Linked DNA regions of Sus scrofa: regions 1, 2, 3 and 5 are each linked to region 4. The links are chromatin contacts, called in public Hi-C and promoter capture Hi-C maps. All regions are on one chromosome and are shown on one strand. Each heading gives the region's core, a stretch centred on a gene start, on an enhancer-like site or on the middle of the called end of the contact. The rest is flanking DNA. Distances are from core to core; before and after follow the strand shown. Region 1 holds the start of ZNF609 (zinc finger protein 609). Region 2 holds the start of NARS (asparagine--tRNA ligase, cytoplasmic). Region 3 holds the start of FECH (ferrochelatase). Region 4 holds the start of PIF1 (ATP-dependent DNA helicase PIF1). Region 5 holds the start of TRIP4 (activating signal cointegrator 1).

Region 1 (5,687 bases), core at 652-3,151, 360 kb after region 4:
CTTTCTTGCACAATGAGTAAGTCAAGTCCTTTCATCAGAATTAAAATAAAGATTAAAAGGAAAGTTGTTTTGTTTCCACAGCCCTTGCCCAGATAGGCAAATTCTGTGGCTTTTTTGTTGTGCAATTTTTCTGAGCAGGAAGTCACCATTAAAAAGGTACTTGGTCCTTGGCTCCCTATCTTAACCGTGCACAGGGTTTTAGTGGTATTCCTAAACAAATAAACAAAAATCAAAACAAAAACATGAGTGTCCCATTTCTATAAAAAGAATTAAACATGCTGGCTCAAACAAGAGTAAAACCCTCCCCTTGGAGTCTTCTTTAAAGGTCTGACACAAACACGAGGGGTGAGTCCCCTAGCCACTATTCCTGCACAACTTAGTACAGGCCAGCCAAAGAGGCAGGCACAACATGGCTGGCATTCCCTATTCTTCTGAAAAATGTGTGCCAATGAGCTGTGCATTGTTCCTCACTCAAAAAGAAGAGCCTTTCTGTCTGGCCTCCTCCAATGGCAAGCCCCAGTCTGGAAAAGGAAGAAAATGGCACTGAGGAGCCTGGGAGATGGAGCATATCCAAAGCTCTCAGACAAGACTTGAACCTATGACCTTCACTGTGTACACAATAGGCGGGTGAGAGGGACGGGTTTATCTCTGCAGCAGCAGTTCTCAGCCCTGGGGTAGCACTCCCGATAAAATGACATGACTATTGTGTGTGGCAGCAGAACAGTCATCTCCTCACAACAGCCTAAACCAGCACTCCCTCCCCCAAGACAAAGCAGCAGGGGTGAAATTAACTCAAGGCTGCAGAGCAAAGCCTAATACAGAAAAGAGAGGCCTGTGGGGGATTGGGGACTCTCCTCAACCCCTGGGGCTCTGGACACATGGCTGGAAACAGACAGGCTTTCTCCCCCATCTTTCCCACTCTCATTTAGGTAGGAAGCTGTTTCTTAGAGAATTTAATCATCTGTGATTTGTTCAGAAATATTCCCCCTGAAGGGCTATGATCTCTCCACCCTGTGTGAGCCTAATTCCTAGAAGCTGAAATGACTGTTTGCTGCTGCCTGTTTCACAAACACACATTAATTGGTCAGATGTGTCTCCTCCTCCTCAACCCCAGAGGGAGGAAGGAGAATCTGAGCAAAGCACAGAGATGATCCAACCGTAATTACACATAAAGGGAAAAGAGGGCAGCATGGGTTTTCCAAACAGGACAGGGTCACAAACCCTCCCGAGGGTACAAGGATAGTAGTTTAAGGGCCAGGCCTAGGGATCCCTCCATCTTGAAGAAAAGGACAGGAGTAAATGTGACCTGAAGACTACAAGGAGCACACACCCACAAGCTACTTACTGCACGCCCCCAGCCACCTTGCTCCCCCCTCCTGGGCCACGCACACGTCCTGCTCCCAGCCCTTCGCCCTGAACCCCCCTAACTCCCTGACTAGCTCCAGTCACCCTGGGCCCCCCGCAAGATACCAGACTGGCCTCTAAAACTCTCTGGCCTGTCCTTACAACCTGGCCAGACTCTAATCCCTCTCGGGTACCCCTACCCTCAGCGTGAACCGGCCTGGCCACGCTTTGAACTTCACCCCAATCCCCTCGACTCCCCCCTCCCCCACCCACGCAACGACCCCCCCCCACCCCGCCATACACACCTTCTCCTCGCTCCGCCCCGGCCCCCAACCCCCACTTCCTCCGTCAGGCGCCGCTGCCCCCGGCCCCCTCAGCGCCGCCGCCTCACTCCTCCCCCAGCCCCAGCTCCACACAAAGCTCGGGACTCACCGCGCGACCGGTCCCGGGAGCCGCCACCTCCGCCCGCCCGGGCCCCGGGCCGTAGAGCCGCCGCTGCTACGGGGCCCAGGCCGCCATCCGTTCCCGCGGCCCCTCCCCCCTCCCCACCCCGCCTCGGCCGGCTCTCCGCCCCCTCCTCGCGCCGCTCCGCCCCGCCCGCCGGTGCCGCTGTTCCGGGGCCGCGGGTCCCTCAGCCGCCGCCACCGCCGCCGCCGCCGCGATCCGGGACAACCAGGGCCGCCCGGAAGACCCGGACACTGGATTATCGGGCCCTCGGATCCGGATTCCGGGCTGGTGTGGAGTCTGGAGCGGTAGAGCGCAGGGGAAACCCGGAACCTGGATGGCGGAGCCAAATCCTGGGTCTCGGAACGCGCGGTCACACGGAGCCCGGATTAGAGACTCGGAGCCAGGATTAGAGACGCGTAGCTCTGGGAATGCTGGAAAACCCGGCCGGTCGGTTAAAACAGAGATAAACTCGAAGAAGCCTGGATGGGAGAGCTCGAACCTAACGCTCTCTCCTCGTGGAAAGAACTCTCGGTGGCCAGACTTCCTCGCAGAGAGGTCTCTGGGGAAGTATCGCACCTTAAATACAGAAGACACCAATTCTGTAAGTGTCCAACCGTGGGGAGAGAAAGAGCCATAAGGGGTGTGAATGTGAACATCTACAAAGAACAGAAGGGCAAACACAGCTCATGGTGGTTTCATCCATTTTATCCGTTGTTTCAGCAAAGTATCAATCCCCTAATTTTTTATCCTTTGTCTTCCAATTTTTTTTTTTTAGGATTATCACTAGTTTTCTTGTTCAAGCACCCATTTCTCATCCTATACCCCTCTTCACCTCATCACCCCATATCACCAAATCCTGTTGATTTATATCACCTAAAAGTCCTATTGTTCTTTTCCAACCCACCATTCTATTTATGATTGTAACTTTTTCTTTCCTTATCTGCCATTCATCTGATTGCTCAGCACACTATCTAGTAGGCATTCAGTCCTTATTTAAGTGAACACTCCCACCCACCTCTCACTTATGAAACATATCATACTCTTCACCTCCTAAATCATCCACCCCCTTCTATAGCAAACAAATTTATCTTAATTCTCAAGTCTTAGCCTAAATTATATCCTTCCTGTGTCCTTGACCACCTTAGCTCTGCAGTTTTCATCTTTCCTTTTTCCACTATCCTGAGGCATCCTTCAACAGTGCCACTCAAAATAGTATGTTACTGGGTCATAAAATCCTTTCACTCTCCATCTCCACATACACATGCAAAAGCTGTGTGTGTGTGTGTGTGTATGTGTGCACGTGTGTGCACACCAGGGGGTGATGGCTAAAGATGAACGCTAGGCCTGTCTGATCTATGAAAAATAATCTCCCCTTGGCCCACCCATATTCAGCTTGTTCTAGGACAGTACAAAAACAAAACTGATGCCAGGTGACAGCAAACCTCTAATCTACACTGATGATATTACAAGTGAGGATTCAGCTACTTTCAGGTAGAGAAAGAGAAGGGCTTAGTGTTTTAGGCTTAGATATGACTTAATTAAGGGTTACCATTTAAGTAGTCATTTCCTACTAAAGAGCATGACTCTACCATTGTAGGAGACTGGACTACAAAAATAGGGAACAAAAGAAACATTCCTACAGCGAACTCTTATTTATTTTTGCTTTTCAGGGCTGCACCCGCAACATGTGGAAGTTCCCAGGCTATGGGTCAGATCAGAGCTGTAGCCACTGGCCTGTGCCACAGCCACAGCAACATGGGATCAGAGCCACATCTGCGACCTACACCACACCTCACAGCAACCCAGATCCCCAACCCACTGAGGGAGGCCAGGGATTGAACCCAAATCCTCATGGATTCATTTCCACTATGTCACAATGAAAACTCCTGAACTCTAATTTTTAGAGAGAAATTTCTCAAGCCTAGAAGAACCACTAAAAATCTTCAAGCAATTGACATCCTATACAGTAAAAGAACCTGACTTCCTGTTCCTCTAGGCTAGGGTTTGGGAAAATAGGGCCCACGGGTCAAATCAGGTGCAATGCCTGTTTTGGTATATCCCATGAACTAAAAATGGTTTTTACATTTTTGGATGGCTGAAAAATAACCAAAAGAAGACTATTTTGTGATGTGAACATTATGTGAAATTCAAATTTAAGTGCCCCAAAATAAAGTTTTATTGGCTAATAGCCATGTTCATTCATTTACACATTATCTATGGATTCATTTTGCTTGCACTGCAACAGCAGAGTTGAGTAGTTGCAATACGTACTGTATGGCCTGAAAAGCTTAAAATATTTGCTCTCTGTCCCTTTAGAGAAAAAGTGTGCTCATTCCAACTCCAAACAAGCCCTGTCTGATAGAACTTTTGCAATGATGGAAATATTCTATACTTGCACTGTTCATTTCAGAAGTCACTAACAACATGTAGCTATTTGAGCACTTAAAATATCATACTGTGACTGAAGAACTATAAATTCTTGATTTCACTTAATTTAAATAATCACATGCGGCTAGTGGCTACCATATTAGACAGTGCAGCTCTAGATGCTTTTCAAATCTTCCCCATTGACATTTTTTGCTGTTTTCTCAACATCTCACTCCCTTCCAGTGATACATCTATGCGTTCTCAGTCATCCTCCCTGCCCCTTATTTACCTGATGCCAAGTTAGGGTATAATATTTACTAGGTTCTTCCTAGACCCTCCATTGTCACACAGGAAATCTGACCATTCCATGAATTAACTCGTACCATGAATTAATCCACATTATGTGCACACACATAATGTAGACACATTTCTTCGTGTCAGAGGATGGCACTGTGGCTATATTCTTTCTTCTCTGCATGAGAGAAGTAGAAAGCCCTCCAGATCAAGATCCCTTGATGCTGCTGGAGCTCACGATATGGATCACCTCCCTCCAGACACATTCACAGTAGCTGAGAACAGCAGATGTGTGCTTGCTATTTGAATCTCAAGGAAAAAAAAAAAAAAAAAAATCCGTCATCACAGAACTTTCTTTCCTCCCTCCAGACCTAATAAACTGAAGTTAGCTGATTTCTCTAGTTTAATAGATGCTTGCTTTTTTACTGGCCTTTTCTAACTGGGCAAGAGAACAACCCCAATACTGTCTTGATGTTGGCTAGGAGCTCTAGCAAAGGCATTAAAAAAACCTGACCAAACAAAATGAAATACACATAAATGGTCTTTAGAAGAGACAGTAGTTAAAATGGAAAGAGATTAAGGGTTATAACTTATAAAAAGCCATAACTTTATAATTATCTGTAAAAATAATCTTTAAAGTCTAAAGTTTTTACACCTATACCTAGGAAAAAATGGGTTTTTGTAAACTTCTACCTTAAAAAGAAAAGAAGGGACACCTAGTTCTCTTTCTCCAGATTAGCTATAGCAAGCAAAAAAGGTCCCTATTCCATTCCAAACATCTGTCTGCAAGGCCAAAACCTCCTAAATCCTGACAGAGAAAAAGTCTCTGGTTTTATATATATCCTACTCTGAGCTTATATAATTGAGACTGTGTCCTGCCTAGAAAAACAAAAACAAAAAATGCTGAATCCTTTAGCTACTATACAAATTGAGAGCCACCAAACCCAACCATCCAAAAGAGGGAGCAGATATTTAGGCTGCAGAAGAAAACCAGTTCAGAAATGTGAAACTTCCCTCAGGCCAAGCTGTCCCAGAGTTACAGGGTCAGTGCAAAGTGTTGTAAAGTACTGAAAGGCTATTCCTGGGCAAGTTTGTGCTCAGGCTGCTAAGAATTTCCACTAGGCTTTAAATTATGCTATTCATCACTGAGCAACTGAGGGCCATCTACCCCAAGTTCCTCCCACACTTCCTCCCGGGTGTCTCCACAAATAAAAGAGAGACCTTATACTACCACC
Region 2 (5,972 bases), core at 973-3,472, 290 kb before region 4:
ATAACATCTGCTATAATCAGGGAACACATTTTCAATGAAAGAAATGTCTGTGGTGTTCACTGTGTAACCATGGGCTTTGCGTCAAGTTAGATTACTGCTTAAAATAATCACATGTGTGTCCTTTTCCTGTGTGGGAAAAATGTACTTCCCTGCTTAAATCATGTTGGGCTTGGCTGTGTGGATTTTTTCTGACTGTGGGAGATGGGCAGATGTGATGAAAGTGTGAAGTGGAGATTGGTACTTGCCACCTGCCTCGACACAGACTGAATCATGAGTCACTGCAGGCTGCCAACCCTCAACACCCCCTGAAAGTCTCCAGGGTGGAGATCAGGAGTGAGGCATTCTGTGCTCTGGGAGAACTGGCAGAACAGGTCTTCGACAGTTAAATATTTTCAGGAGAGGATTTTATGAGCCCAATTCTTACATCTCATATCTAGAAAAGACTTCATGGTGACATCTGCTCCTGGTAACTAGCAGTAACCTCCACAAGGCTAGCAGCTAACTTATATAAAATGTGTGTGTGTGGCTGCATGTACTTCCCCTCCAAAATCACATGTGTACTGACACTCCCTCCTACTTCTTTGGAGCAGAATTTCAAAGTTATCTGAAATGCTGCCTCCTGGGCTGTAGTCTTCATTTTGTCCCCAGTAAAACAACTTTCAACTTGTAAGTCATCCATAGTTTTTAAGCTGACAAAAGCGAAGGTTTAAAGTGTGCTTGTATTTTTTAAATTTATTTTTTATTTTTTAATTTTATTACTCAATGAATTTATTGCATTTATATAAAAATAAAAATAATAATTAAAAATTTTTTAAAAATTTAAAGGAAAAAAATTTTTTAAAAATGTGCTTGTACAGTTGAGTGTGTTTTCTTGCCCCTGCCATTATCAGGAGAAGAGTTTACTGGTCCAAGGAAGGTGATAGAAGTGTGACCTGGATCCAGTCTACATCTTGGAACTAAACCCACCTGAACTTGGTCCAGATCAGCTGACTCCTAGATAGACCAGTGAGAATAAATGATTGTTGTGTTGCCTCTGAGTTTTGGAACATTTTGTTACACAGCTTTATCAGGACAGTAGTGACCGATAAAAGCCCCGTTACTCAGAAGCAGCTGGCTTAAAAGAGGAGCTGAATAGCCTATTGGGAGGCAGTTAAAACACACTGCAAGGTGTCAGACAATGTTTGATGCAATCTCTCACACAGTGGAATGTATATTATTATGATTATTTTGTGTGTTTTTTGGTTTCAAACAGTTCTCCAGGTATTTTCATTTCTGTGAAGCACTTGAAATGTCTATGACCCACACTGAAGCCAGAAGGCAGAAATCTTTACTGTTTTTTTTTTTTTGGTTTTGTTTTGTTTTGTTTTTTGTCTTTTTGCTATTTCTCTGGGCCGCTCCCACAGCTTATGGAGGTTCCCAGGCTAGGGGTTGAATCGGAGCTGTAGCCGCCACCCTACGCCAGAGCCACAGCAACGCGGGATCCGAGCCGCGTCTGCAACCTACACCACAGCTCAAGGCAACACCGGATCGTTAACCCACTGAGCAAGGGCAGGGACAGAACCCGCAACCCGCAACGAATTCCTAGTCGGATTCGTTAACCACTGCGCCACTACGGGAACTCCAATCTTTACCGTTCTTTGCCCAAAGGAAGGACAAACTCTCCTAACACCAGTGAAGACCACATGAAATGGAAGTGAGAGAAGGGACGACAGCTCCAGGGCAACTGCAGACAAGACCCTCTGCCTGCCTCCTGCAGTTTCTACCCCCAGTAATAAAAACAAAGCAGTCAACCTCTTTCCTAGAGTGGTTTGCTCCTCATCTACCCACAGCCCGTACTGAACTTGCCCCTGCCCCCTGTGTCTGGTCCCTGGCCCGTACATGTCACTACCAGAATGTAGGTAAGATGCCATGCTGGCATCCTTCCAGGGCACTCAGCACAGCTTGCACTCAGTAAGCGTTTGCTAATTATCTGTTGGGCAGACAGTTTAGTCCAACCTCCTTCCGGAAGCAGAACTTTACTTACAGCATCGTGGAAACAGTCACTTCCAAGAACAAATTGAAATTTGTCGGTGCTTATAGTGAATGAATGCATGCAGTGAATGGTATTGTTTTTCTCTCCTCCTCAGACCGCCCAGCTGGGGCGCCCTCTTCTTGCGGTCCTCGATATTTCGCCCCCGCCCATCAGGGTTGTTCTAGTCTCTGGGTAGAAGCCTCCTCCGCTCCACCGGGAGCCAGAAGCGAATCACGGTCCTAACCCTGTTATGGCCCCCGCGGGCCACCGTAGCGGGCCGCTGGCTGGGGCCCAAGGCCCGCAACTTCCGTGTTGCCATGTTGTCTCCAGGCACTTTTGCCTTTCCACACGTGGTCTTAACATTTCCGGTTCTGCGCGGCACCTCCCCTGTGAGTAAGGGAGGCTGGATCTCAGGCTTGTTTGAGCACAGCTTTCCGTGCGTTATCTTGGAGCAAGCGCGCAGGCTTCTTTAGCGCTTTTTTATGCACTAAAGTTATTTGCTCCTCAAGACGTTTCGAAGAGAGAAGAGGCAAAAATCACTGTAAGCGTTTCTAGGACACTTTTCCCCAACCCAGGGCCGGGAACGGGGGCTGGGGTGTGGGGAGGGGAAGCTTAGTGTTTGCCTAGATAGCGAAGCGGTCAAGCAATCGAAGAAAATCTCAGTAATGTTTGAGAAAATCTCAGTAATGTTTAAAATCGATTTGACACTGCAAACAAAAAGTGGGAATTATCATTACAGTGACACTATTAACTTAGAAAACTGGAAATGTAACTTTTTGCTTGTAGAGTTAAATTTAAGCATTTAGGTTTGCTCGTTAATTTATTTTGGCGGCCCCCAGGCTCTTTCGTGTTTGTAAACTGCTAGCTTTGTCTTTAATCTCTTCCTGAAAAGTTAAAATGAAGGACACTATAAAGTGTCCTTCATTTTTCTTGAAGGCGGGTGACTAATGGGGCACTGAAGCCAGATATCCTAGGACACAGGGCTCTTTCTGCCTCAGTGACTCTGCTCGGGTTCCTTAATCTCTCTGAGCCACAGGTTTTTCAACTGTAAAGTGATGATAATATTCTGGAAAGGCTGCCTTTGGAGGTTAATGTGAGATACAGAAATGCCTAGTGTGTGCTTGGCATCTAGTGAACTTTCTGAATTAGGATGTAAATAGTATTGCTAGTTAATCATTGTTCTTTTGTTCCATGATCCTGCTTAAATCAAATCTCAGGCCTTCAAACTGCTGAGGGATGCTGGTGGGACGGACCCATACCCCACTCCTAATGAATTCTGGCCAGTTTTCAAAGTATCTCAGACTCTGCAGATCTTTTCCACTGCCCCAACTCTCTCAAGAAATGACCCATCTCTTGCTTCACGCTGTTGAATAGGAGCTCTGATGGCCCTCCTTCAAAACTCTCAAACTTTCCAGGCTCAGCACCTGTCCTTACCTTCTGGTACAATGTAACCACAGCTGACCCTTGAACAACACAAATTTGAATTGATGGGTGGGTTTTTCCCCAGTAAATACCTAGTGCAGTAGTACAGGATCTGCAGTTGGTTGATTCCACCGATGGTCAGTTATAAAGTTATAATCTGATTTTCGGCTGCGTGAGGATTTGTGCCCTAACCCCTGAGTTGTTCAGGGCTCAGCTGTTGTATCCTTCCTCCTGTCTTCTCAGTCCTCCTTATTTCTCCAGTCTAATCTCTATACTCCAGCCAGGGCGAACAGTTGGAAACATAAACTCTCATTCTCCAGCTGGCAACCCTCCCTGACTTCTTTTGCTCTTAGGATCCACCCCAACCCCCCCCCGTAGGCTCACCAGGCTGTATGCTCTCAAGCTTTCTAAATGCACAATTCGTATCAGCCTGGACTCCTTTCTTTGAATTGACCTGGGTACAATGTGGGATTTGAGATAGTCTTGAAAGTTGAAGGTAGAGTCAAATGGTCTTGAAAGTTGAAGGTAGAGTCAAATGGAGGGGGGAGTGGGAAGCTTTCAGAACACAAGGGATTGTGTTCTCTGAAAGCAATGAGGGAGAACTCCCCCAGGTTATTTTGAAGAGCAATCATGGTATTAGTTTAGCAGGAGTTGAGGCTCCTGTGGGGTCTCTGGGGATCTCAGAGGCCCAGTGGATTTCTTGGTTTATGGTTGTGTGTGTATTTTGTTTTTGTTTGTTTTTGTTGTTGTTGGAGCAGATCATGAAAGTATTTTCACCCCAAGCCACAAAATCCTAAGAAACAGTCTGGTCTTGGACAAACCCAATAAATTGAAAAGAGCTCTTCTAGGTTCACATTTACTCAAGATGTTGGCAGTGATGGAATCCTGAGGCAAGTTTCCCAAAAAGTTGAACCATAAATATACCTTTAGAAAGAGTCCTTAGTGTCACCTCTGTTAAACTCTTCACTAATGATGCACGTTTATGTTGGTCACACAAAATTTAAATGAGGAATCTGAAGGTAGGTGAGAGTTCCCAAGTGGGTGGTAACGAGAAACCCTGTATAGGACTCCATAGGCTGGCTTACTCATTATGAAGCTTGGCTCAGCACCCATTTTGTAATGACCCTGCAAGATGATTCTCATTTGGCAAATTGACCTCTAATCTAAAGGTTGATTGTTAACACTTGAGAGAATTGATTCATGATGAGAAATGGTAGGCTCTGGAACCCTCTCACTTTGGCTTCACAATCCAGATCTAATATCTTGAATCCCCTGGCGGGAAGAAACAGAAACATTCTTGGGCTTGTGACAATACCTTGAGAAGGACTACTGTTTTTTTAACAGCATCAGGGGCCAAAGGAACATTGACAGTCTTTCCAACTGGAGATCCTAAATAGGTTATCTGGAGTGAGTGACCTATATCCTGAATTTGGCAGGAGCACCCTGGTTTTTTAACCACCGTATTTGGTCGGGAGGTTTGGATTTCTCTTCATGTTAGAATTTCTCTTCCTTTTATATTTATTGTAAACAGCTATATTATAATTTGATTCAGTTCTGAGGCCAAATTTTTGATAATTTAAAAACTATGAGTTATTTTTTTCCTATGCATCTTACTCCGGAGGTAATAATTACTTAGCTGAAATTGATAGGATAGCATAGAAGCAAATCTGTACTGGTCTCTGAATCTGGAACATTCTCTCACACTTCATTGGCGTTCCCACTTATTTATCATGACCTTAAGATGTTAGATTCTGAGGTCAAAGAAAACATGTGTGTATGTGAGTGGCCTAACAAAACACTGCTCTCAGTCTATAACCATGAACAAAAAGCCACCATGTCATTGGATTCCCAGTCACCCAAGAGGGCAAAGTAAAGAGCTAAGGATTGCTGATCTAATGAATTTGTGGGCTAGGGAAGTCCTTTGAGAGGATTTGTAACTTACAAGCAGGAAGAATATCAACACATACTACCCTTTTTCTGGCTTAAATATTATTTCTATTTTTGTTACTTAATTCTTGAAGTAGATAATATATATTCATATGGCTCAGAACTTTTAAAAAATGTTCAAAGAGTGAAGAAATAATTCATTTTTAAGTCTTCCCACTTTCTTGCTTTTTGCTTTAAAACAGCTTCTTTTGAGGTATAAAAGATATACAAATTGCACGTATTTAAAATGTGCAATTCACTATGTTTTAACATATGTTATATCTCTATTAAACCATCACCACAATCAAGATATTAAACATAATCATCACCCAAAAAAGTTTTTTCATGCCCATTTTTAATGCTTCCTCAAGCATTTCTCTGGTGACTAATGATTTGAGCATCTTTTCATGTGGTCTTTTGCTGTATGTGTATCTCCTTCCCCCAATATTTTGAGATGTAATTGACATAGAGTACTGTGTACAGCAAATTTTTGTTTCTGTTTTTTTTTTTTTTTTTTTTTTTTAAATGCCCGAATCCAAGGCACATGGAAGTTCCTGACCAAGTCAGGGGTCCAGTTTGAGCCACAGCTGTGGCTAACACCTAATCCTTTATC
Region 3 (5,822 bases), core at 166-2,665, 320 kb before region 4:
GAAGTTAATTCCTTCATATAAAACAAGATAATTTCAGTACTATAACTACATCTTAAAATCAGAGTCCATAATTCAGTTGAACTCTAAATCTACTTCCACTATGGTTAACTAATCCTTTCGCTTAGTTACTTATAACCCGGACAACAAATCCTTTAAAGTTTCTCGTATTGTTCTACAACCTCAACTCTAAAGCCTGTCCAGACTTTGCTACAGGAAGGATGGATGAAAGAAAAGACTAATTGGATACCTCTTTCAGCTCCATTACTGGCACTGTGCTTCCTCTTCTTAAAAGACAATGTCTTTTGTCTCCCACTACCCTTAGCAACTGGATCCTCATTGTACACTAGGACCTTATTATTTTCCTAACAAAGGCACCTGTAATAAGATATGGAGGTTTAGAATGGATGCCTTCTCAGAAGGTGCCAAATGGATGATTTAGGGAGTTTATAAAAATAAGTCAGATCTGTGTCCAGTAACCATTCAAAGGTACTAATTTAGCATCTTAGCAGGTGGCAGCCTTTTACATAACAATAACTGAACACTTTGAGGGTATCTATATATCTACTGTGTGCCTGTCACGGTGCTATAGGCGTTATCTGTATTCAGCTAATCTCCATGGCAAGCTTATGAGGTATTACCTTCTCCTTTTACGTTTAACAAAGTTCAAGCTACACTGAATCCCTTGCTGAAGTGCTGCAGGGCTAGTATCCCAGCCAGGAGTGTCTGAACTAGAGTTCTGTCAGCAAAGTACGTTCACGTCTGTATCAGATATGTGCAGGATTGTCACTGGGGCTTTTTCTCCAAATACCTGTATAAAACACTAAGCCCAGCTGCCCCGCAGTGGGTCCTGCTGCAAAAGTGAGCACTGCGTGACGCCAGGGGCTAGGGAGAGGAGCAGTGGACCCAGTGTGACTTCCACCACCAGGGAGGGAACCTCAGGGTAGATGTCTACGGTGATGATGATGGTGACGTTGCCATCGTTACCATTTCTGTGCCTGGCCCTTAACGCACTCTGCCTCCCGTAATCCTCACAACTCTGTGACTATCATTATTCTTATTTTACAGAAAAGAACTAAGGCTCTGAGAAATTCAGCCACTCCTCATGGCCACCCAGCTGACCAATAGGACTCCAGGACCCCTCCCCACGGCCTCCGAGGGCCGTCAAGTAAGCCCCACGGGAGGGTCCCTTTCCGGATCCCTTCTCCGCCCCTTGCCCCACAACCCAGCTTCCTGTGCAGCCGCCGTCGTTCCTGGAAGTTCCCAGGCCCGGGGGCCTGCAGCTAGCTGCCTGCTGTCCCCGCCGTCACCGGGTCCCCAGCCTAGGCGGCGGCCGCGACAACCCCACTTACGCAGATCGCGGAGCAGGACGCCCCCAGATCGCAGGGCCGCAGCCATGTTTGTGCCGACTGAAAGCATTCCCGGGGCAGCCTCGGCCCGGGGCCTGGGTTCCTCCCGCAGCAGCACAGCCAGGCACGGGCTCCGACAACGACCAGTCGCAGAGCGCAGCACCAGCCACCCACGCTGCCTTATCATGCGCCGCCACTCCCTGCGCCCAGGCTGCGCGCCCGCTCATTCGCTGCCGAACCGGGGCGGGGATCGAGGGCGGGGCCAGGAGGAGGCACGCCCCTCACCGGGGCCTGCCCTGCCGTAAGGCAGTCTTCAGGGTAAGAAACGGCTCAGGACTGTACTATCCGCCCTTTCCATCTCTTCCACCAAAAATACTTGCGTTGGCGCCCAGCTTCACTCTGTGTCTCCCTGGTTGCACATAGCCACCTGACCAAGGCAGGAACTGCAACCACAACTCAGCAAAGAACTTTCTTGACATTACCGTTACTATCGCATAGAATGAGAATGCTTTTGCCTCAATTCTCCACTTTCGTTGCCTAGGTACAGAACAACTGTGCTGACTCTTTTGCTTTGTTTTCAGAATGAGAAAAGGAATTCTTTCATATAAGACACTCACGAATAATTATCCAATTTTTCTGCAGCAGATTTTGACAGCTGTGACCAGAAAGCCAACATTATACAGCTAACGTGATCGTGTTAAGAAAAGTGAAGGCCAGCCCAGCAAATCAACTTCTTGGAAGGCTAGTGTGGTGAAGTTTATCAGTATGATGTCTGCGCACCTTGACAAGGTAGTCACCTGACCCCAAACCGCCCACGGGACAGCCCCCACCCCCTTCATTTTTAGCCTTTCCTACATCCCTACACCTGCACCCCTACATCCCGCCCACCTGACCCATAAATTCAGTGCGTCTCAGAGTACAAGACCAACCTTTGGAACAGAAAGGTGTCAGGCATCATTCTTTCATTCACTGAACAAGCATTGAGCATCTATCATGTGCACTTGGAAAACAGCAATGAATAGAACAGAGGAGGGGCTTACATGGGGATTAGGGGAGAGTCAGAAAATAATCACAATATGTACTATTTAGGGTGATGATGAGCGTTAGAAAGAAAGAAGCGATGTAACAGAGATGAGAGAGAGGAGGCTAATGCAATTTGAAATAAAGAGGTCAGAGAAGTCCTCACTGCCATTTGTGAAAGACCTGAGGAAGTAGGGGGCATGCCATGTGGAACATTCCAGGAAGATGGAGTCTAGATTGGGTTGGAAAAGTTTTCTGTATTCTCTTGATTAAATTAGTTTATTTATTATTAAAGTTAGTCCTCCTTGGTTATAAGCTCAGTGTAAATATGTCAAATTAAATGAATTACCTTTCATATTATCTACATGATCTTCAAATCAACTCAGAATGAAAATTATATTAGTTTAATTTGCCCTTTAAGGAGGTGATCTTCAGGAGTTCTCTGGTAGCCTAGAGCTGTGGCATGGGTTCGAGTCCTGGTTCAGGGAATTTCCTCATGCCATGGGCATGGCCAAAAAATAAATAAAAAAGAGAGGTGATCTTCATAGATAATATATTCCTCTACCTAAAGCCTAAACCCATTGCTTTTTTTTTCTTTTTAGGGCCACACCTGTGGCATATGGAAGTTCCCAGGCTAGGGGTTGAATCAGAGCTGCAGCTGCTGGCCCATGCCATAGCCACAACAATGCCAGATCCAAGCTGCATCTGTGACCTACACAGTAGTTTGTGGCAACGTAATCCTTAACCCATTGAGTGAGGCCAGGGATCGAACCTGAACCCGCAACCTCATGGGTACTAGTTGGATTTTTACCCACTGAGCCACAATGAGAACTCCTGAAACCCACTGCTTTTAAATAAACTACACAAACAGACTCTACATTTTGAAATGTTCTGCTGGAAAAAGTGGACAAGGCAAGAGAACTAGAAAAGGCCAAGAGTTTGTAATGGTTGAGCTATGTGGGCTCTCCTCAGCTACCTCTGGGAGCCTCTGGAAATGTTATCTCTCCATCCCGGGTGCTATGCCCCTCCTGCTAAGTGGAGATAACAGGAGTCTTCTGGCCCCTCCCAGGGAAATGCTGATGATTAGTGACAAGGCAGAAAGGTGCAAAGCCCACATAATCAGCACTGAAACAGGTTAAATTTGTAGCTGGCCAGAAAGAAAGAAGGGAACTAGCAAAACATGCTTTATTAAGTATATCAATATAATAAAATTAAAAAATGAATTAGCACCATGCCATACATTTTCCTCACACCTGTATTTTTATTTTTACTGACTTTTTAAAAACTCATTCAAAACTACACTCTTGATGTACATATGAAGACTCAGGTTACAAATGTAAACAGAACTTTATGCTTTTTCCCCAAAGAGAGTTTCATGACATTTGTTATTTCTAATCTAAGACTTATTTCTTACAAACATCATATATAACAGCTTTTCAATGAGTACATTTTATGTTCTTTTGAAGTGGAAGCAGCTATAATGTGATTTATAGGAGCCCTTTTCAAAACCCTTTGGAGATGCCTAGCCTGGAAACTTCCATATGTCACATGTGTGTCCCTAAAAAGCAAAAAAAAAGAAAAAAGAAGAACTGATCAGAAAACATAGTCCTTAAACCAGAAATTGTGAGTTCTAAATATGGGTTTAATAAGAAATCCAGAAAGCCCTTCAAGGCTAAAGAAATTTATAAAAATTTAAATTATGAAATTTAATTTAAATTTAACATTTTAATTTATTTATATATATATACATATATGATGGTGTATATATATATATATATACACATACACATAAGTGTGTATATAAATGTGTTTTTTTCTGGCTTAAATATTTGTATCAAAACTATCACCACTTCCCTTAATCTGAAGGCACAGTCTCTAGGCCAGTTCAGATAAGTGGTACCCGCACCACACAGGCGAGGGTTTGTCTGACCCCGGGTGGCTTAATTAGTGAAGAAAGCACTCTTGTCACACACAGCACTCGGAGTTCGGCCTTTGGTTCTCAAGAAAATGAATTTGTTGGTTTCAGCTCAATGCTTCAGGAAAGAGGGAGAGGGAAAGATCCTCTAATTCATTATTTGCCATGATTGGCACCTCTGAGCTACGCAAACTAAATTTAAATTCCTCAATTCTGTCTCCTTAATCAGAAAAACAACAGGGCAAGGGGGATGGGAGTGTTCAGTGAAAGAGCAGCAGTGGCTGCCTGTGGCAGACAACAGTGAGCTCTGATTACTCAGGGAAATCTGATCAATGTTCACTGTAATTGTTTTACAGCCAAGAGGGCACCAAATCCAGACAATGCAATGTGCATGTTGACTGCCCCTCTTAACCACGCAGAACCTCAAGTCCAGCTTCAATCATGCACTTATTCATCTGAACATATTTGCTGAGTCTAGCATGAGTAAAGCATTGTATCAGGCAATGTGAAGGATAAAAAAGTAAAACGCAAGGCATGCTCTCCAGTACTTCATTCATTTATGAAACAACTATGCCTGGAGATAATTGTTGAAAAGAAATAGGGCTTTGCAGAGTTCCCATCGTGGCTCAGCAGGTTAAGAACTGGACATAGTATCTGCGAGGATGCGGGTTTGATCCCTGGCCTCGCTCAGTGGGTTAAGGATCCAACGTTGCCATACTCTGTGGCATAAGTCACAGGTGCAGCTCGGATCTGGCGCTGCTGTGGCTGTGGTGTAGGCCAGCAGCTGCAGCTCCAATTTGACCCCCAGCCTGGGAACTTGCATGTGCTGTGTATTCGGCCCTAGAAAAGAAAAGTGAAGGAGAGAAGGGGAAGGGGGGAATGGGAGGAAGGAAGAAAGGAAGAAAGAAATAGGGGTTTGGGAAGGGCTGTCCTTTTTATTGCAATTATATTGATACATGGTTGACATCACAACAATGTTATACATGGACTTATGATTGTAAAAACTGGGCAGTGGTGGATATATTAATGTGTTTGATTTCAAAAAGTGTCCAGAGAAAATGTTAATCCTTTTTATACGTACTTAAAAGATCCACAAAATTAAAATAATAATGATATAAGACCAAAGAAAAATGTGTATGAAGAGCCTACCTATGGTGAGCACGTGGTGGGTGCTGGGCATTACAGCAGTGAATTGGAGACTATCTAAGCTTTCATGGAACTTACATTCTAGAAGGCAAGGCAGACAATAAACAAAAGAGAGATCACATACATAACATGTCAGGTATGACTCGGAGCCATGCAGAAAAATAAAAGAGGCAAAGGAACGGAGAGAAGCAGGAACTGTGAGTGTCTGTGGTGAGTGGGACACGGCCTCTCTGCCAAGGTGGCGGGTGAGCAGGTGGTGGGCTGTGAGAGAGGCTCTCTGTGGAAGAGCTTTGCATGCAGAGGGAGAAGCAAGTGCTGCCACACCTTGGAGGCTTGTTATTCATTTCCCAGGGCTGCTGTGTTGAAAGACCACAGAGCAGGTGGCTTAAAAGAAC
Region 4 (5,506 bases), core at 1,722-4,221:
AGCTCTGAAAATGCAATCAGTAAACCACTCAAGCCTTGTGTTGCTGTTTTGTGGGTTGTTTTTGTTTTTTTTTTTTTTTAATGAGCCGGGGACTGGACTGACACTGCCAGTATAGGAAGAGTTCTGGAGGAGGCAATTTCATAATGAAGAAAATCGGTTCTTCCTGACAGCCTGTGTTAAAGCTAGGCTTTGGATTTAACCGAGGAGATGGGGTAGCAATGCTGCACTTCACTGGGAATTGACCCAATGGCGGCAGCACCGAGCAGAACACCTGCTGATGCGAAGACTGCCCAAAGCCGAGAGGAAGTCCGCCCACAGAAGAGAGGAGTCCCTCTGGCTCCGCCTCCCTCCTCCACCGGCCAATCAGGACCCAGATGACGCCCGGTGGCTCTGGGGCAGGGAGGAGGGCGGAGCCTGAGGACCGTTAACCCAGCGCCGGGCAATATCAGATTGCATATCAGATTCCTTTCCCTATAAAAACTCGCTGTTAACCTGGTGGGCATATAACCACTCTGGAAAAAGCCCTTGCAGTATCATATAAAACTAAGTATAAAGTCCGTGACCCAGCAATTTCTCACTTGGTACTTAATTAAAAGTAATTAAAGCATAGAGTTCCTGGAGTTCTTGCTGTGGCTCACCTGGTTGAGAACCCAACTAGTATTCATGAGGATGCCAGTTTGATCCCTGGCCTCTCTCAGTGGGTTAGGGATCGGCGGTGAGCAGTGCTGTAGGTTGCAGACATGGTTCAGGTCTCGCGCTGCTGTGGCTGTGGTGTAGGCCGGCAGCTGCATCGCTGCTTCAATCCCTAGCCTGGGAACTTCCATATGCCGCAGGTGCGGCCATAAAAAGGAGGGGGGAAAAAGGGTAAGAAATTGGGAGTTCCTTGGTGGTCTAGTGATTAGGACTGCAGAATTTTCATCGCTTCATCCTGGGGTTCCATCCGTAATCTGAGAACTGATATCCCACATCAAGCCACTGCAGGTGGCCAAAAATAAATAAAAATAATAAAAATTAAAAAGTAAGGAGTTCTTACTGCGCCGCAGTGGGTTAAGGGACCCAGCGTTGCCACAGATGCAGCATAATTTGCATCTGTGGCTCGGATTCATCCCCTGTCCCTGGAACTTCTATATGCTGTGGGTTCAGTCATTAAAAAGATAAAAAATAAAAGGTAAGCATAAACATGTTGGAATATTTTCAGAATAAAATGTTGAGAGTACCAGAGGCTGAAAGGAGAGAGAACAGGGGGTCATTGTCTTTTTTTTTTTTTAATGGTGTGTATTTTTCTTTAATAATAAAAAATGAGGGTGAACTCCACCTTTTACTTCTATGCTTCCATTTCACTTGAGGGTTTTGTTTGTTTTTTTGTTTACAAGAGTCATTTGTCACCTTTAGATCTGACAACCTTAGGGAAGGGAGTTATTGTCTAATGGGTACAAAGTTTCTGTTTGAGAATAATGAAACTTTTCTGGAGATAGTGGTGATGGTTGTACAACATTTGAACGTTTTTTGTTTGTCTGTTTTTCTTTTTAGGGCCACACCGGCGGCATATGGAAGTTCACAGGCTAGGGGTCCAATTGGAGCTACAGCTGCCGGCCTCAGCCACATATACAGCAATGCGGAATCCGAGCCGCATCTGCGACCTACACCACAGCTCATGGCAATGCCCAATCCTTAACCCACAGATCGAGGCCAGGGATCCAACTCACATCCTCATGGATCCTAGTCGGGTTCATTAACCACTGAGCTACAAAGGGAACTCCCTGAATGTTCTTAAAGGTAATGAATTGTGCACTTAAAAATAGTCTAAACGGAGTTTCCACTGTGGCACAGTGGCTTAAGGATCCAGCATTGCTGCAGGTGTAGCATAGTTCACAGCTGCAGCTGGGTTTGGATCACCGGCCCAGGAACTTCCATATACAGTGGGTACAGACTCCCCCCGCAAACAAACAAACAAACAAACAAACTTCTTGGAGCCTTGGTTTCCTCACTTGAAAAATGGGGGCAATTCAATAAATGAGGGGGCTGACTCACCTGTAAGATCCCTTCCAGCTCTGTCATTCCAAGATTTAATGAGGAGAAAAAAAGATAATTAAAAATAAATTCCCAGAGTTCCCGTCGTGGCTCAGTGGTTAACGAATCTGACTAGGAACCATGAGATTGCGGGTTCGGTCCCTGGCCTTGCTCAGTGGGTTAAGGATCTGACGTTGCAGTGAGCCGTGGTGTAGGTCGCAGTTGCAGCTCGGATCCGTGTTGCTGTGGCTGTGGCATAGGCCGGCGGCTACAGCTCCGATTGGATCCCTAGCCTGGGAACCTCCACATGCTGTGGGAAGCAGCCCAAGAAATGGCAAAAAGACAAAAAAATAAAATAAAAATAAAAAATAAATAAATTCCCTGAGCAGCCAGAGCAATAAGAGGGATTACTGATTCCCTGAAAACAGAGGCTCATTCACTTCCCTTGTACTCTTGAGCATCCGGCCACAGGTCTGAGTTCTACACTGTTGGCCCTCAGCCGGATGGGAAGGACGAATACGTAAAACGACGCTTACAAGGGCAGAGGAAGTGTAGAAAGTTTCGGGGCAGACAGAGACAGCAGTAGCAACAGGCGGTGGAGGGATGTGGTTTGCCCAGAAATGAGCAAACGGTCCTATAAATGTAAACAGGAATGCGAGGGATCAAAGGCAGCTCTTCCCCAAGGCCAAGTTCAGCTGCTGTGTGAGGGCTTAAAGCGGAGGAAGGAGAGTGTGCTGGAGGCTTGAAAATAAGTCAGACACACAACACCACGCGCCGCCCGGATGCGCTCACTTCTTCCTCCCCCTACTCCTACCTGTCCGCGCGACTTGGTACGCTCCGCCAGCACAATAAGCCTCTCCCTCCGGCGTGCTATTGGTACAGCCCAGGCTCCAAGAGTAGACACCCAAAGACACGCCCGTTGCCACGCCCGCTGTCTATGATTGGCTGGAAAATTTAAAGATCCGGCCGATGATAGGGTGATTCTCTACTCCCAGGATTTGAAAGTTCCCAGTGTCCTACCTTTGCGTGCATGCCGGCTCTGTTCAGCTTGTCCGTCGCAAGTGAGTGTTCACTCGGATGCCAGAGGTGGGAGGCAGAGAACCTTCTTCTTCAAGGGGTCCCTGCCGGGAGGGTGCACACGAGTGGGTCAGACGGAGGGAGAATGGATTCCCGCACCCCAGGGTCCCTCTGCGATTTCCCTAACCAAAGATTCTCTACTCTATCCCTACCCTGAAGATGGGAAGCGCCAGGGCTTCAGAATCACACGAGCCCTGACTCCTACCACCCCTTGTGGCCTCTCTCAGCCTGTTTTCCACTTCTGTACACGGAGAAGAGTGAGACCTGCTTGGCCGCATGTAAACTAGTGAACGTACCTGGAAGACATAAGACGCTTATTAGGGAGTATGTTTCCTGTTCACCTCCTCAACGTGAAAGTCTCTGGCTTCTTAAGGACAGGACTCAGGATTCTCGTGTCCGCCTATGGGTCTCTTGGAAGCAGGCTTCTTTTCCGTTCCAGGGCTCCCTTCTGTGGCACTTGGCGGACAGCTGCGGTTCTCCAATGCTGGATGCAATTGACGCTGCCCATCCGCTGCCCTGGAAATTATTGTGTAGGGTAGTAATTTCTAAGAGAAAATCCGGTTTACTCTAGGGCCCTTTTACCATTTCCGTGACCTCTTTGTGTTACCAGTGACAGCCTCTGTGACCCTATGTGGCCTTCACCGGGCTCCCCGTCACGGCTTCTATACAACCTATGATATATTCCTTGAGTCCCCGTGACCCCTGAGCTCCGGTCTTTTTACAGACCCGCAGAGGCGATGGCAATGCTGTCGGGCACCCAGGCAGCGGCAGCAGAAAGCGAGGACGCGGAGCTACGGTGCCGCGTGGCTGTGGAAGAGCTGAGCCCGGGAGGGCAGCCGCGAAGGCGCCAGGCGCTACGCACCGCGGAGTTGAGCCTGGGTCGTAACGAGCGCCGGGAGTTGATGCTTAGGCTGAAGGCGCCGGGACCCGCGGGGCGGCCGCGCTGCTTCCCCTTGCGCGCTGCGCGCCTTTTCACGCGCTTCGCAGCGATGGGGCGCAGCACTCTAAGGCTCCCGGCCTATGGCGCTTCCCCGGCCGGCGCTGTGCAGCTGCTGCTCTCCGACTGCCCTCCAGACCGCCTGCGCCGCTTCCTGCGTACGCTGCGCCTCAAGCTGGCCGCGGCCCCGGGTCCCAGGCCAGCCTCCGCCCGCACTCAACTTCTTGGCCCAAGGCCCCGCGACTTCGTCACCATCAGCCCGGTGCAGCCCGAGGAGCTGCGGCGCGCGGCGGTCACCCGGGTCACGGACACCACGCCAGTGAAACTGCCCACGGAGCCCCGGGTGGGGGCCAAGTCCAACACCGTGAGGACAACGCCTTGGGGAGTGGGTGTGCCACTGAGATGGAAAAGACTAAAGTGGCCCACGTTTAGGAGGGAGATGGTGGTGGTATTTGAGATGGCAGGCTGGTTGTTTCAGAGAAGATGCTCATCGGACTTTTGAAAATAAGAGGGATATGGGCATCGTGCATGTGGTTCTCATAGTGCAATCCTTGAGACTGAGTAAGGAGAATAGGAAAAGTGGGTCCAGGTCACATTAACAGAGAAATCAGGAGATCCCCCTCGTGGCTCAGTGGTAATGAACCTGACTGGTATTCATGAGGATGCGGTTCCATCCCTGACCCCGCTTAGTGGGTTAAGGACCCTGCATTGCACTGAGCTGCGGTGTGGGTCGCAGATGAGGCTCAGATCTGGGTTGCTGTGGCTATGGTGTAGGCCGGCAGCTGTAGCTCTGATTGGACGCCTAGCCTGGGAACTTCCATATGCCACAGGTGCGGCCCTTAAAAAAGAGAGAAAGCAGAGAAGGTGCTGCAGAAGAAAAGTAGGAATATGGTTTCCCAGGAGAAGGAGAGGAGCTTTTGGAGAGAAGTGGTCAGCTGGATAGGGGCAGTCAACAGGTCCAGTCAGAGGGGAGACAAATTCTGGTGGATTTGACAGTGTTTGCCAACTGGAACAGATGGATGGAAGACTACAGGGGTTTGAGACTAAGCTGGTGAGAAGATGGAGATGAGGCAAGAAGAGGCCCTAACTAGGCAGGGTTTTGCTTGGGTGTTCTGAGGTGAGAGAGAGAAATTTGAAACAGAAAGAGTAGTGAGAAGGAAGGATGGCTAAGAGGACCAGGAGAGTTAGGAAACCCAGGGAAGGGAGTTGAGACAGAATCTGGACCTATACACTGGGGTCTTCAGGTCACCAGGGGTCAGTGGAGACCTGGTCCTGGTCCCTTCCTCAAGGGGGAACTGGACCCCTATGGTTACTGGCAAGATCTCCAGGGGAACCAAGGCTGCCCAAGGGCTCCAAGAAATGAAGCCAACAGAAACACAAAGGGCTACCAGGCCAAGAAGGTAGAGGGCAATGCTTAGGGAATGCGGGGAGACTCTGAGACAGCCCTATCCCCCCTAGGAAACCTCAAGGTGGCCCCTGCCT
Region 5 (6,292 bases), core at 772-3,271, 440 kb after region 4:
CCTAGTTGGGTTGTTGCTTTTTGTTTTTGTTTTTGTTTTTTTTTTGATAGTCTATTCTAATATCCATTTTTTGTTTGTTTGTCTTTTTGCCATTTCTTGGGCCGCTCCCGAGGCATATGGAGGTTCCCATGCTAGGGGTCGAATCGGAGGTATAGCCACCGGCCTACGCCAGAGCCACAGCAACACGGGATCCGAGCTGCGTCTGCAACCTACACCACAGCTCACCGAAACACCAGATCCTAAACCCACTAGGAAAGGCCAGGGGTCCAACCTGCAACCTCATGGTTCCTAGTCGGATTCATTAACCACTGTGCCATGATGGGAACTCCTCTGATATCCTTTAAAATAGGCTTTAAAATAATCCTTTAGGAGTTCCTGCTATGGCACAACGGGATCCATGGTGTCTTGGGAGGGCTGGGATGCAGGTTCAATCCCCTGTCCTGGGACAGTGGTTAAGAATCCTTTGTTGCTATAGGTTCCATTTAGGTGAATACAGCTGGGATATCTATTCCCTGGCTGGGGAACACTATATGCCACAAGGGGGTCAAAACAACAATAACAATAATCTTATAAAATAAGCTCTCCTCTCTCCTTGCCAACAAGTCTGTTTTTTCCCAAACTCAGATATTCGCCTTACTTCACACAAAAGCCCTAGAACTGCAATTTAGGTTTCAGTATTGATGAACAAAGAACCAAATCAAGAAACACTTTCAAGTTCCCATCGTGACTCAGCGGAAACAAATCTGACTAGTATCCATGAGCACACAGGTTTGATCCCTGGCCTTGCTCAGTGGGTTAAGGATCCAGTGTTGCGTGAGCTGTGGTGTAGGTGGCAGGCACGGCTCAGATCTAGCATTGCTGTGGCTGTGGCATAAGCCAGCAGTCACAGCTCTGATTCAACCTCTAGCCTGGGAACCTTGGTATACCGCAGGTGCAGCCCTAAAAAGACAAACAAAAGTTTTTAAAAATTTTTAAAAAAAGAAACACTTTTAGATTCTTTGATTAAGTCCAATTTTTTGTGTAAGTTTTTCCCTCCACCTGAACCCTGCACTGCCACCTACCCATCTTTAGTTCTCAGGCTAAACTCACCCCTTGCAATTAACCTTCTGAGTTTCTCAAATCTTAACGAGAATCCTTTCTCCAACGCTCCAACAACACCCTGCACTTCCTCCACTTCAGCAGCCATCAACCATCTTTGCCAGTTCCAGCACCTGGCAAGCACAGCACCTGGCATGGGGGGGGTTAGTTAAAATCAATTGAAAGCCGATATTAAATCATGTTGCCATCTCCATTTCATTAGAATCATAAAGCGTTAAAGATAACTTATGCTAATTATTCACTTTATAGAATACGGAACTTAAGATACAAAGAGGGAAATTAAGTTTCCAAAGATTCTCAAACTGGTGAATGACCACAGAAAATAAAAACTGGGACTCCCAAGTCAGGAGCTATTTTTACACTGTATCACGTCGCCTCCATTTAAATTTCAGATCCTATTTAACACAACCCGGATGGAGCAAACCAAAATGTTCGAATTAAGGAATTTCTGGAAAGACAGTTTGGCTTGCCTCTTTTCTCCAGAATCTACAAGAAAACTGCCTTCCGGGACAGTCTTACAGGTCTAATTATCAGGCAGTTGTTCTCCTAGGAGAAAAAAGGCCCACCGGCCGCCTGCGGAGCTTGACACCCTATTCCAGAAGCTAAACTATAAAGCCGGAGATCAAAAATTGGCGCTTAGAAATGGACAGCAGCCCTTTTACCACATTTCTTCACTCTCATTAACTTTTTTAGTCATCTCAGTTTCCCCATTAGCTCAGCCAATGCACATCCCAGAGCTCCTTCCTGCCACGGACCCCAGCTGGTCTTACTGTATGATCTCCTCACTGACATCCAGGCTGAAAGTTTTCCGCAACTGCTGGGTGCACCAACCCACCAACTGCTCCTGGGACGCCGCCCCAGCCACCGCCATTTTCCCCAGCCGGAACCAGCTGCTCTGCGAAAGCTCTGCGTCCAGCGCTGGACTAGTCCCCTTAGCAACACCGACCTCGCTCGCGCGGGTTCCGCCAGCCTGCGCGGTCTCACGCGGTAGCCCCGCCCCCCAGCACAGATTCCCTCCCACCTCCTCCTTTTTCCCTGATTCCTGATATTTCTTCCACTGGTACCACAGCTCCATCTGCGCGTCATGCTTCTGCGTCTTCAGATGTCGGTCTCCAGAACTGGAAATTTTCCTGAGAAGACACTACAAATATCTATTAAAACTATAGTTTAGGAAAAAAAAACAAAACAATACTCCATAACCTGAGGAGCTAGCTTTAAAATTGTTCTGGTTTTGGAGATCCTGTCGTGGCTCAGTGGTAACAAACCCCGCTTGTATCCAAAAGGACGCGCGGATTAAATCTCTGGCTTTGCTCAATGGGTTAAGGATCCAGCGTGGCGGTGAGCCGTCGTGTAGATTGCAGACGTGACTCGGATCCCACATTGCTGCGGTGGCGTAGGCCAGCAGCTGCAGCTCTGGTTAGACCCTAGCTGGGAATTTCCATATGCCAAGCGATGCGGCCATAAAAAGCAAAAAAAATAAAAAAAAAAAATTGTTCTGGTTTTACGTAAAATATTTAGAATAGCACTTGAGGAGTTCCCTGGTGCCCTAGAAGATAAGGATCCGGTTGTTTTCAGTCACTGCTATGGCTCGGGGTCACTGCTGGGCGCAGATTTTCTCCTTTTTTTTCTAGAGAGCATAATGTCTTCTGATACATTCATTGCTAAATTTAATTGACTGGCTTTGTGTTACATGTATATGTTCTTCATTTGCATTAGGGTATTTAGAATAATTATATTCATTAGATATTGTTTCACCTTTTTTTAATTGAAGGTTGTTTCACCTTTTTTTTTTTTTTTGGCCTAGTCCATGGCATGTGTAAGTTCCTGGGCCGGGAATTGAACCCCAGCCACAGCAGCAACCCAAGCTGCTGCAATGACAATGCAGTCTCCTCAACTCGCTGAGCCACAGAGGAATTCCAAAATGTTAACTTCTTGAAGACAGACTTAAGCTTCTTTTTTTTTTTTTTTTTCCTGGCCTCAGGGTGACATAGCATATGGAGTGACCAGGGAACAGATCGGAGCCCCAATTGTGACTCACACTGCACCTGCGGAAACGGGGATCCTTAACCTCCTGTGCCAGATCAGCTGTGCAAACCTTCGTTCCTGAAGCATATGGGAGTTCCCAGGCTAGGGGTCCAATCTGAGCTGCAGCTGCCAACCTATGCCACAGCCATAGCAACACAGGATCTGAGCCAAGTCTTCCACCTAACACCACAGCTCACGGCAATGACAGATCCTTACCCTCTGAGTGAGGCCAGGGATCGAACCTGGTTGTCATGGATACTAGTCCGGTTGGTCACAAGGGGAACCCCCAGACTCTGTAGCATAGGGCTTAGTATAGCATAATATGATGAAATTACTAGGCCCTCAAGAATAAATTTTTTTTTTTTTTTGGAGTTCCCGTTGTGGCTCAGCAGAAACGAATCTGACTAGCATCCATGAGGACACAGGTTCGATCCCTGGCCTCGCTCAGTGGGTTAAGGATCTGGCGTTGCCATGAGCTGTGGTGTAGGCCAGCAGCTGCAGCTCAGATTCAACCCTTAGCTTGGGAATTTACACACGCTGCAGGTGTGACCCTAAAAAGACCAAAAATAAAAAAATTTTACAAATTAAAAAAACTTTTTTTGCCTTTTAGGGCTATACCCTAGGCTTATGGAAGTTCCCAGGCTGGGGGTCAAATCAGAGCTGCAGCTGCCAGCCTACACCACAGCCACAACAATGCAAGATGCAAGCCACATCTGGGACCTACACCACAGCTTGCAGCAAATGTCAGATCCTTAACCAACTGAGCAAGGCCAGGGATCGAACCCTCATCCTCATGGATCCTAATCAGGTTTGTTAACCACTGAGCCATGAAGGGAACTCTGTTTTTTTTTATCATTATTATTTTTAAAAGTCCTTTTTTCATAAAGTATGTTAGTGATTGGATTCTCTTGGTATTCTAATGTATGTGATGTAATGCTGTTTACAATCAGTATCATTTATTAAAGTGAATTTATCCAAGAGAACAGAAATCAAAGCAAAAATAGGCCAATGGGACCTAATCAAACTGACAAGCTTTTGCGCAGCAAGGGAAACCATTAAAAAAAAAAAAAGCCAAAAAGATAACCTACGGAATGGGAGAAAATAGTTTCAAATGATTCAACTGACAAGGGCTTAATCCCTAAAATATAGAACAACTTACACAGCTCAACAGCAAAAAAAACCCAGCAACCCTAGTGAAAAATGGGCAAAAGACCTGAATAGACATTTCTCCAAAGAAGATATACAAGTGGTCAACAAGCACATGAAAAAAAATGCTCAACATCACTGATCATTAGAGAAATGCAAATCAAAACTACCATGAGATACCACCTCACACCAGTCAGAATGGCCATCATTAATAAGTCCACAAATAACAGATGCTAGAAAGGGTGTGGAGAAAAGGGAATCCCCTTACACTGTTGGTGGGAATGTAAATTAGTACAACCACTATGGAAAACAGTATGGAGGTACCTCAGAAAACTAAATATAGAACTACCAAATGACCCAGCAATCTCACTCGGGCATATATCCAGACAAAGCTTTCCTGCACATGCACCTGCTTATTCACTGAAGCACTATTCACAATAGCCAAGACATGGAAACAGCTTAAATGTCCATTGACAGATGAATGGATTAAGAAGATGTGGTATATACACACAGTGGAATACTACTCAGCCATAAAAAGAACAAAATAATGCCATTTGCAGCAATATGGATGGAACTAAAGACTCTCATACTAAGTGAAGTAAGTCAGAAGAGAAAGACAAATATATGATATCACAAATCTAGAATCTAGTATATGGCACAAATAAAACTTTCCACAGAAAACTCATGGGGAGTTCCCTTCATGGCGTTCCTAGCAGAAACAAATCTGACTAGGAACCATGAGGTTGCAGGTTCTATCCCTGTCCTCATTCAGGGGGTTAAGGATCCGGGGTTGCTGTAAGCTGTGGTGTAGGTCACAGACACCGCTCTTCCAGCGTGGCTGTGGCGTAGGCCCGCAGATAGAGCTCCAATTTGACTCCTAGCCTGGGAACTTCCATATGCTGAACAGTGCAGCCCTGAAAAAACAAAAAAAGAAAATGATTTTTACTAGACAGAGTCCCCCTTGTGGCTCAGCGGTAACCAAATAGACTACTAACCTTGAGGAAGAAGGTTAGATCCCTGGCCTTGCTCAGTGGATTAAGGACCTGGTGTTGTTGCCATGAGCAGTGGTGTGGGTGATGCTGCTCGGATCTGGCATCGATATGGTTGTGGTGTAGGCCACCACCTACACTTCAATTGGACCTCTAGCCTAGGAACTTCCATAGGCCGCAGGTGCGGCCCTCAAAAAAAAAAAAAAAAAAATTTTACTATGCATCACTACCTTTTTCCTAAATTTTTACTCTATTATGTGTCCTTCTTTATCATAATTGTAATTAAAAAGACAAACATAAATATGGCTATAGTACCATGTAGACTGCCCCTATGTGCAAAGATATGTTTGCAATTTTTTGTAGCAATTTACTTGGCATATGTACTAAGGGAAAAGACCAGCAGATTCTCTATGAAGCTCTGATCTCTATGGGATTTGGGAATTAGGTAACTCAGCCCTTTGTAGAAACCAATTAACTGAAAAGGAAATAAGGTGTATTGTGAAAGCATTGTGTATTGAGAGGAGCTTGATGACAAAGAACAACTAGGGATACTCTAGGGCTTGTTGATTTTTCTGATAGGACTTTGGCTGTAATCTTAGACTCTTTAGATTTGGCCAGAGCTACAGGGAATTTGAAATACCTTTCCTCCTGTTATAATGTTAATATCATCTAGATTCTGTATTTCAGAAACACGCAGTAGCTGTTGATTCTGTTAAAGTACTGAGTAGACTTTTCTGAAATTTCAGCCATAATTTATTGACGAGAACCAACGACCTGCTTACACTTTTAGGGTTTCCTTTAAAGTATACATTTAACAAAATGCATCCTAAGGCTTTGATCAGGTTATGTGCATGGTATTCAGAGTGAAAAATCACTCCCCAGGGGTATCGTGAATAATTAGGATAAGCATTGGGACAGAAAATAGTTATTAGCTCTTATTCTAAAGTAATGTTCACTGTGTGCCGCGGACATACATTTAAGGTATTCTGAAACCGTGACAGGTCTCGGGAAAACATTTTATTATTATAAATAAT

The links. Promoter capture Hi-C pulls out the DNA fragments that hold promoters and counts their contacts. Hi-C and Micro-C count contacts between places; a contact is called where the count stands out from the background.
Region 1: a contact with region 4 is called in a Hi-C map of liver, with 4 times the contacts expected there. The contact joins the promoter of ZNF609 here to the promoter of PIF1 in region 4. A contact is called at or near these places in 2 of 47 Hi-C or Micro-C datasets (heart right ventricle and liver) and 1 of 2 datasets of contacts at active chromatin or transcription factors (alveolar macrophages).
Region 2: a promoter capture Hi-C map of fetal liver shows a contact between it and region 4, with 4 times the contacts expected there. The contact joins the promoter of NARS here to the promoter of PIF1 in region 4. A contact is called at or near these places in 2 of 5 promoter capture datasets (fetal liver and liver), 4 of 47 Hi-C or Micro-C datasets (fetal heart ventricle, heart right ventricle, liver and 1 more) and 1 of 2 datasets of contacts at active chromatin or transcription factors (alveolar macrophages).
Region 3: a promoter capture Hi-C map of liver shows a contact between it and region 4, with 2.6 times the contacts expected there. The contact joins the promoter of FECH here to the promoter of PIF1 in region 4. A contact is called at or near these places in 2 of 5 promoter capture datasets (fetal liver and liver) and 1 of 2 datasets of contacts at active chromatin or transcription factors (alveolar macrophages).
Region 5: a promoter capture Hi-C map of liver shows a contact between it and region 4, with 2.8 times the contacts expected there. The contact joins the promoter of TRIP4 here to the promoter of PIF1 in region 4. A contact is called at or near these places in 1 of 5 promoter capture datasets (liver), 1 of 47 Hi-C or Micro-C datasets (liver) and 2 of 2 datasets of contacts at active chromatin or transcription factors (alveolar macrophages and skeletal muscle).

Annotation. Positions count from the first base shown.
Region 1 is chr1:107,581,446-107,587,132 of Sscrofa11.1, forward strand. It overlaps ZNF609 (zinc finger protein 609), which reads right to left and starts at 1,902. Exons shown (of 9, transcript XR_002344510.1): 1 at 1,777-1,902.
Region 2 is chr1:106,930,883-106,936,854 of Sscrofa11.1, forward strand. It overlaps NARS (asparagine--tRNA ligase, cytoplasmic), which reads right to left and starts at 2,223. Exons shown (of 16, transcript XM_003121455.6): 1 at 2,024-2,223.
Region 3 is chr1:106,896,820-106,902,641 of Sscrofa11.1, forward strand. It overlaps FECH (ferrochelatase), which reads right to left and starts at 1,416. Exons shown (of 11, transcript NM_001170523.1): 1 at 1,350-1,416. The coding sequence starts at 1,416. LOC110260892 (a long non-coding RNA gene) reads left to right here and starts at 1,671. Exons shown (of 3, transcript XR_002344451.1): 1 at 1,671-1,887; 2 at 1,989-2,135.
Region 4 is chr1:107,215,609-107,221,114 of Sscrofa11.1, forward strand. PIF1 (ATP-dependent DNA helicase PIF1) reads left to right here and starts at 2,972. Exons shown (of 11, transcript XM_021093760.1): 1 at 2,972-3,071; 2 at 3,812-4,388; 3 at 5,483-5,506. The coding sequence starts at 3,825. It overlaps LOC110260912 (a long non-coding RNA gene), which reads right to left. Exons shown (of 3, transcript XR_002344495.1): 3 at 3,468-3,603.
Region 5 is chr1:107,652,658-107,658,949 of Sscrofa11.1, forward strand. TRIP4 (activating signal cointegrator 1) reads right to left here and starts at 2,022. Exons shown (of 12, transcript XM_021093826.1): 1 at 1,869-2,022. The coding sequence starts at 1,969.